2 separate regions of the Mus musculus genome follow, and region 1 is linked to region 2. Evidence: chromatin contacts called from public Hi-C data. All regions are on one chromosome and are shown on one strand. Each heading gives the region's core, a stretch centred on a gene start, on an enhancer-like site or on the middle of the called end of the contact. The rest is flanking DNA. Distances are from core to core; before and after follow the strand shown. Region 1 overlaps Slc4a4 (solute carrier family 4 (anion exchanger), member 4). Region 2 holds the start of Grsf1 (G-rich RNA sequence binding factor 1).

What was found. Hi-C and Micro-C count contacts between places; a contact is called where the count stands out from the background.
Region 1: a contact with region 2 is called in a Hi-C map of cardiomyocytes, with 1.8 times the contacts expected there. The contact joins the enhancer-like site here to the promoter of Grsf1 in region 2. A contact is called at or near these places in 9 of 39 promoter capture datasets (the 3T3-L1 cell line, 3T3-L1-derived adipocytes, the HPC-7 cell line and 4 more) and 4 of 484 Hi-C or Micro-C datasets (the G1E-ER4 cell line, cardiomyocytes and embryonic fibroblasts).

What each region holds. Positions count from the first base shown.
Region 1 is chr5:88,928,979-88,932,837 of GRCm38.p6, forward strand. All of the region lies in intron 1 of Slc4a4 (solute carrier family 4 (anion exchanger), member 4), which reads left to right. Among named protein-coding and RNA genes, the nearest start is that of Slc4a4, 44 kb to the left of the region's middle. Within about 2 kb of position 1,788, at least 127 of the 459 cell types and tissues checked have an H3K27ac peak or open chromatin away from gene starts, as enhancers often do. A contact at or near this core is called in cardiomyocytes, embryonic fibroblasts, hippocampal neurons and 1 more, where this site is marked.
Region 2 is chr5:88,674,139-88,677,865 of GRCm38.p6, forward strand. Grsf1 (G-rich RNA sequence binding factor 1) reads right to left here and starts at 2,033. Exons shown (of 10, transcript NM_178700.5): 1 at 1,620-2,033. The coding sequence starts at 1,973.

The sequences.
Region 1 (3,859 bases), core at 538-3,037, 250 kb after region 2:
GTGCTGTTCTGGAGTAGAAATCTGTGGTGTGCTATGTTCTATCTTTTATCTGACTTAAGGTCAGCCAAAGAGCCGGGAGAGCCTAGTTTTGAGGTTTGAGCTTTGTGATACCTTTAGACTGTAAGCAAAATTCCCCAGCAACACTGTTCATAATTACCACAACAGCAATGGCTGATATAAAAGTCTTCACTCTCGGTATTTTTCCACGTTTTATACATATCTGTGCCTCAGGGCATGTGAGTGCAGAATTGTTTAGCATATGCTGGGTACAGAAAAGCTTCTATAAATGGAGAGGTGATGGGTTCATTGGATGTCATCAACAAACCAAATGGCGAGGATAGAATATAATGTTTAAATACAAGGTTAACTAATAAAATTGAAGCTGCGTGCACTGATTGAACCAGTGATGTCAAACTCTAGTTTGGACATGCTGACAGCCGGAGTCATTCTGCTCCCTGGTGCCACCTCTGGAAGCAGGCAGAAGTCCCTGACAACAGAGACTGTGGGGGAGATAGGCTGGCTCTGGATACCGCTGGCTGCCAGCTCTAGCACAGCCCCTCTATACTGTGGAGAGCATGCTGAGGTTAAAGTGTTCGTTCCACAAAATAGATGCCACAATCCGAGGACACGCAGCATAACTGTCATTCCCGGGGTGACAGGGAAACAGGTGGCTCCAACTCAGGCAGCAGCCTTTTTGCTAGTGCACCTCTTGGCAAAAGCCCCAGGCTAAGAGAGAACTGTGCTGCATGAAGTTCTAACTCTGAAACCAGATGCTGTTACCATAGAGACGAGTGAACTGCTACCGTGGGAGGCGCGATAGGGAAGCATGGGAGAGGGAGACAGGAGGGCAAGTGAGGCGAATCTAAAGGCTAGCATACCCGTAGACCTTCAACCTTTAACAGCCCTGGGACTAGCAGGCTGGTGCTCTTGAAGCTTGTGCGCTGGCGGCCTGCCACTTGCTGACTGGCTGAGTGGCAGCTGCTTGCGCTGTGAGTACTAGTCTGCGAGCACGTTGGCAGTTGGCAAGGGCTCAGGGGGGGTGGGATCTCAGAGGGCTGGAATGTGGATGGGTGCTCTGGGCCTAGTGGCTGACAGTTTTGCACAAATGTTTCTCGTGCCGGACTTAAGTCACCCTCACAGGCCTGCTCCGTGATTAGGACCGGCTGGTGAGAACCTGCCCATTTGGCAGATGATTTGACATGGGTTCCAGTTAAAGCATTTTGCTATCCCAGAAAAATGGAGATTTAGAACCCCCTCCCCCCACCTTTTCCCCTCACCATGGGTCTGGACTTGTATAGAAGGGGTTTAACTTCTCCAATCAGAGGCCATGTGATATGAAGCTTGCCCTCCCTCACCCCTGAGGCTGGTAAGGAGCTTCCAGAGCCACTCTGCATTTTGCCTCACGCTGGCTATGTGAGCAACAGTATGCTTCCTTCTCTGATTTCAGCAAATGCAGGGCACGTGCGAAGGACATTTTAAAGGACAGATTTGGGGGCCTGATTACGGACTGGATGAGTTAATTTCTTCCTAGTGATTTATAGAGGGAGGGGGGAACTGGTTAGGTCAGCCACTTTACATGGTATCTCTCTCTGTCTTACTAATAATAGCCAGCAACTGCTAAGAAATGTAAGGCTGAATAACTGATATTTGTCATGTAAAGAGGAGGGACTGCCTCTGCCCCGTGCAGAAGGCCAAAGGCATCAGGATGACTTTGCTCTTGAGGAAGAGGAACGCCGCCAGGCTGTGTGCTTTTGCCCTGTTTCACTCGCTCCTTTTTGGCAGAGAAGAGGCCTATTTGTGGGCATTCTGTATGAGCCGTCAGAGAAAACGAGGCTCTGATGACTTGCTATGTATAGTCTTGACGGGAATGTGAAATATGCACCAAAGAGCCAAGGAATGCACCCAGCGTGACCCCCACTCCGTGCTCAGACGGTGGGGTTGGGTTGTTTTCTCAACTTGGCCGGAGGGCTTGGGTGCTGACCTTTTTACCTTCCCTTCCAATCTCTTGGGTTTCTTGCTTCCCTTTTGCTTTACATGTGGCATATAATTTTTGGAACAAGCTTCGATATCTAGGTTTAGAAAATATATCAAGAGACAACAGGATGCTTTAAGATCCTGCCTGATGGATAAGAGGGTCCAAAATGGCGTCTACAGTCGGTTGTGTTGGACTCAGCATGCTGACTGACCTGGGGTTAGTTCTATTTTCCGGAGGGAGGATAAAAAAAAAAGTTAGGGTACATGCAGTGCTCTGGGATTCTGTCGTGCTTCTGAGGAGTTTAGGAAAATGTTCTCATTGCGACGTCCTCCTTATCTGTGTGCACAAATGCTGGGTAGCCGGTGGCTCCTTGCACTTTGGACTGTTCCCTGAGCACCAGAAGATGTCTTCGAGAAGGTAGACGTGGTTTGTGTGTCCCTGGTGTCTGGAAGTATGCAGGGTGCACAGTAGATACTCAGTTAATATTTACTCTCCTCCTCACTGGAGGAAGGTAAAAAACAGAAGAAGGAACAGACGAGCACCCTCTCTGTTCCTCTCTCCCCCAGCACCGAGAGTGGCCTGTTTCAAGGGGGTCTGTAATAGGCACCTGCATCCTCCCTATTGGCCAAATCCAACTTTGGCTTTCCCATCTCCGTCCTTCTCAGTTTTCCGGTGGGCTTGTCTGCTCTCTCTGACTTCCATGTCACCCGTGTCCAGCTTACACTGGTCTCACTGCCTGACTTGGGGATGTTGGTGTGTCTTAGCAGGTAGTCGCAGGTCCGCACCCTGATCCTACTTCTCTTTTCTGCATGCTGGCATCTGGTAACGACTCCAGCACCAGCTTGATGCATGGATTTTGCCGCATTTAGCAACAGCCCTGAGTCTCTAGTACCCGGCTCGGGCAGTTCTGATTGCATCAGCAACTTTTTTTTTTTTTCAGGATTCACATCTCAACCTTAAAAAGTGTCCAGAATGAAGTCTCCATGGCTTCCCAACACCCCGATTTTCACACAGTGCTCTTGGTTTTTGTGGTAGTTTACGAGTTTATCTTGTGCCCTAAGCATCTGTTTTCCACATCGCAGGTAGAGTGACCCTTTGGGAAGGGAAAACAGTTCATGCCGGCCTCCGTCTCACTGTTCTTCAGAGGCTTCCAGATGCCTTCAGCTCTGACTCCTTCTCCTGGCTTGCATGACCTGGCTCCTTCCACTTCCTGGACGGTGCTAAACTTTCCTATCCTAGGGTCTTGGCCCTTGTTTTCCCCTTTGCTTGGAAGGCTGTTGTACATTTTTCACACAGTGACTTTGCCCCTAGTTACGTCACTTCCTCAGAATCCTCACCGCACCACTGAGACAGCCTCTTGTGGGGTTTTACTCTCTGCAAAGCTTCCAGCGCCCTCTGAGATTATCTTGTCCCTCAGTTCGTCATTAGGTTGTTTTTTTTTTTTTTGTTTGTTTGTTTTTGTTTCTGTTTTTGTTTTTTTTTAAGGAACATTTTGTCTTATTTGTAGATTTGTTCCCCTCCCTCTCAAGAATAATAGGAATATAACAAGCTGTAATTAAATATTTGCTGAATCCATGAGTAACAGCTGTATTATTTAACCATCTCAAGAGTCTTAGGCTCAGAGAGATTGGGAAAATGACTTGATTTCTTAGCCTTTAAGGTAGCCCTTTCCCACCCATAATTCTACTGACTGGCCCATATCCTATTTTAATCATTTAGTTTTGAGTGCAGAGAAGAAAAGTATTCTGGCGGGTATCAGGATGAGCCTCGATGTCCAGGCTCTTGTCTGGAAGGAAGACTCTTGTAAGTCTTTCCAAAAGTAGTGAGCTCCTTCTGACCCACGTACTACCTGGGCCTCAATTCTGCTTAGTTTCTGAGATAAGA
Region 2 (3,727 bases), core at 783-3,282:
CAGTGGTAGTACTACCACTAAGGGCAGGGCTACTTTCCAAACCCTGGGAGTAAGAGTACTTTCATTAAAAGCCATACAATGACAAATTATACCGCTTAATTGAAAATCACCCCATACACAAAACACAACCTCAAACCATCATCTCAAAGCACTGATTATCTGGAACAAGGCAAGATACAGAACAAGATGCCTTAAGTGTTATAATAAAAATACAAAATCCTGTAAATTAAAAAAATAGAAAACTACAGGGGAAAAAAAGAATAAAGATGGGAGATATAAAAGATAGGACATTACAATTTGGGAGGGGAGGGGAAGTGTTAGCATGTGAAAAACAGCAAACACATTTGCCCAAACTGGACAGTAAAATGAAGAGCCAAAGGCAAAAGGCACAGCAGCTGGCTATTTTGTGTTGGGCTCTATGAAGGGATACTTCACTTTGTAGGCAAAGGAAGTTAATAAAAAGGCATTGGGACATGGGTAAACGCCTTGAAAAGACTAATGTAAGAGAAAGTGGATAAGGGAAAAAAACAGAAAAGGCAACAGCAGAGACAGGCGCGGCAGGGGGCTCAAACTGCTACTTTCTGTTTCCCCAGAATTCCATAAACATCTTTACAAAATAAATAAGTAAATAAATAAATAAATAGTGCAGCAGAAAGTATTGGGCCGGGATTCAAATCAATTAGCTCAGCTACTGGCAGACATCAGCCATGCAGATGAACCACCCAGATATCACTAATTCAAGCAGACGCAAAACTAAATTAAGATAAACATGGCCAGTGGCGTTACCAGGTTAGGTAGACACTTCCCAGATGCCACATAAACCGCAAAAGAGAAATGTCCCACATATACAGAGGACCAAATATTTGCAATATGAATTCTTACAATGTCTTTCTGAAAAGACGGGAAACAAGGGAAAAGATCGTGGAGTGACAACCGAAGCCCCCAAGTCCTCACCCACGGACGCCCCCGCCCCACACACACACGTTCTCTCCCAGTTTCCCACGGTCTCCCCACAGCTCTCCGCGTCCGCAGAGCCCCGCTGCACCAAAGGTCCTTCTGTCAAGGCGAGTGGACTTGCAGAGGTGACCTTCAGTCAGGTGGACCGCCCGCCTCTCCCCGCGGACAAGGGAGAGGGACGCGCGGGGGCTGTCCCAGGCTAGCCCACGCTCCCGTGCGCGCGGGGCTGCGCGTCGGTGGCCGGCCGAGGAGGCCCGAGCCGCCCGGCCTACCGCTCCCACCGCACGCACGGCCGGCCCCGACCCTCCGCGGGCTCTGGCCGCTCAGCTTCACCTCCAGCGGGCATAAGGCTAGGGGGGAGTCGGGGTGGGGGGCGTCGGCGGCGCCCCCAAAACCTACCATGGGCCCGGCGGGAAACAAGGCCTCTACATTCACCCCAGCCACACTTACACTGCCCAACCGCCCAGACTCGGAGGGAACAAAACAAGAAGAGCCGGGGCCGTGAGAGCGTCCCTTGTTCCCGTGCCCAATAGGAGGACGGAGCGGGAGGGAGGCGGGGGTGCGGTGCGTGCCGCGGATCCCCGGGCGCGCACGCGGGGCGCTCGCGGACAGACCGACGCGGGCGCGCGGCCGCCGAGGGTCCCGCGCGCGGCGCCACGTACCTGACTGTAACCCCGCGCCGGGCCCGCGGCGGCTGCCAGCGATCGCGGAAACAGCGGGGCGCGCAGGGCCGAGTAGGACGCGGCGGCGGCCGCGGCGGCGGAGGGACGGGCAGGGATGGGACCCGCCAGCCTCCCGGCGGCCGCAGGCCCGAGCTGCAGGCCCCGCGTCTGCGAAGCGGCGGCCGCGGCGGCCCCGAGGAGTAGCAGCAGGCGGCGGCGGCCAGAGACGCCCGACGGGAAGGTGCCGGCGGCGGAGTAGAAAGGCAGGCAGGCGGCGCCGGTCCGCCGGCAGCTGCTGCAGTTGCAGCCGCAGCCCCGGAGCAACGCGCCTAGCACCCAGCGCGTCCCGGCCATCGGCTCCGGAGGCGGCGCGGGGCCTGGAGGTGGCCGCTGTGGCGCGAGCGGAGGGGAAGTGGAATCCAGGGCGGGGGAGGGGGCACCGGGCACATGCGCCGCGCGCACCCGGGGCTGAGACGAGGCTCGGAGGCGGAGGTGAGCGAGCGGCCCCGCCCAGGCTCCGCCCTCGGGGCGGGGCTTTCCCGCCGGTAAGGGTGTGGGTGGGGTGACCTGAGCGCCTCCAGAGTGGAAGTTGTCCCAGGCTCTCCTGCTCAGGTTAGAGCTGAGGTCTGCGGGTCACCGAGGCCCGGCGAAGTTTCCGGAAGGAATGGGTTACCTAGCTCTAAAACGTTTTGGGACGACGCTGAGGGGGCGTTGATACCCCAACCTCAAAATTCGTGCAGAAGGCCAACTTTGTTTTGAACGGAAGCACTGATTTTATAGTATATGTGAGATATGTATATAATATTTATCATATATTATATAAAATAAAGCCTTCCTTAGACAATATAGTCACAAGTGAAGGTGTAGAGATTTGCAAATAAATACATGAGTGGTTGTGCAGTTTTCTCCTATGTGGCAAGGACCTGTCAAAGGTAAAAAAATAAAAATAAAAAACTAAAGACAAATGGGAGTTCTTAGAGTAAAAATATGAAGGAGAGGCTGATTGGTTGTGGCGGGGGTGGGGTTAGGAGGCATCTCTGTGACTGGGTAGTGTAGTTCCGTGGCAGGGTAATCGCTTAGATCACCCCAACCTCCTCGTGGGGGTGAGGAGACCAATATAGGGCTCTCTATCGTGGAAAATCTTAACATATTTCAAAGTTTTTGAAATTCAATTCTTGTTCAACTTCCAGAAGTAAAGAAACCGCCTACATTTTCCACTGTTTCACCTTTATCCCAGTGCCAGCTCTAAAACTTTTTTTTTTAAGTTAACTATGTAATGGCAGTCATCCTATGGTATTCATCTTAAAACAATACGGACTTTTTTATTATTAGTTTAATGTATTAATATATGGGTGTGGCCACGGAGACCAGACAAGGGCATCGGATCCCCTGGCCCTGGAGTTAGAGACAGCAGTGAGCCATCATGCAGGTGGTGGGAGTTGAACCTGGGTCCTCTGAAAGAGCAGCCAGCACTCTAGACCCATAAGCCATCTCTCCAGCCCCAGTACAGACTTTTGAAAGGTTACGTTCTGATAAGTTACCTTTGAGACATTTAAGATGGTTGGGCTTAAACTTTGGCTTGTTTACTCTGGACTCCTTTTAGATTTAAGAAAACCAGGTATTTCACAAATGAAAACATATTTCTGTCCAAGAAGGAAAGAATAGAAAACCTGACCGGCTTGTTCCTTTTATACCCGAGATGTGTAGAAGAGGTTCTTCCTCTTTTCTTCGGTGAGACACAAACCCTAAAGCAGTGGCTGGCAACCTTCCGAATGCTACATCTTTACAACAGCTCATCTTGTGGTGCGCCCCCCCCCCAACCATAAAAGTATTTTCATTGCTACTTCATAATTGCAATTTTGCTGCTGTTGTGAATTGTAAATATCTGTCTTTTTTCCATGGTCTTAGTTGGCACCTGAGGAGCAGATCTCAACCCACAGGTTGAGAACCTCTGCCCTAGAGGTTTTTCTTTTCCTGTCAGGCTGGGGACCAGAGATGCCTCCCGAACCCTCCGTAAGACGTTTTCCACTGAGCTATACATTCCCAGCCTGGTTCTATTAAACGTTTCTCTTTTGTATTGCATCTGTGTGTTTATCGTGGGTCCCCAG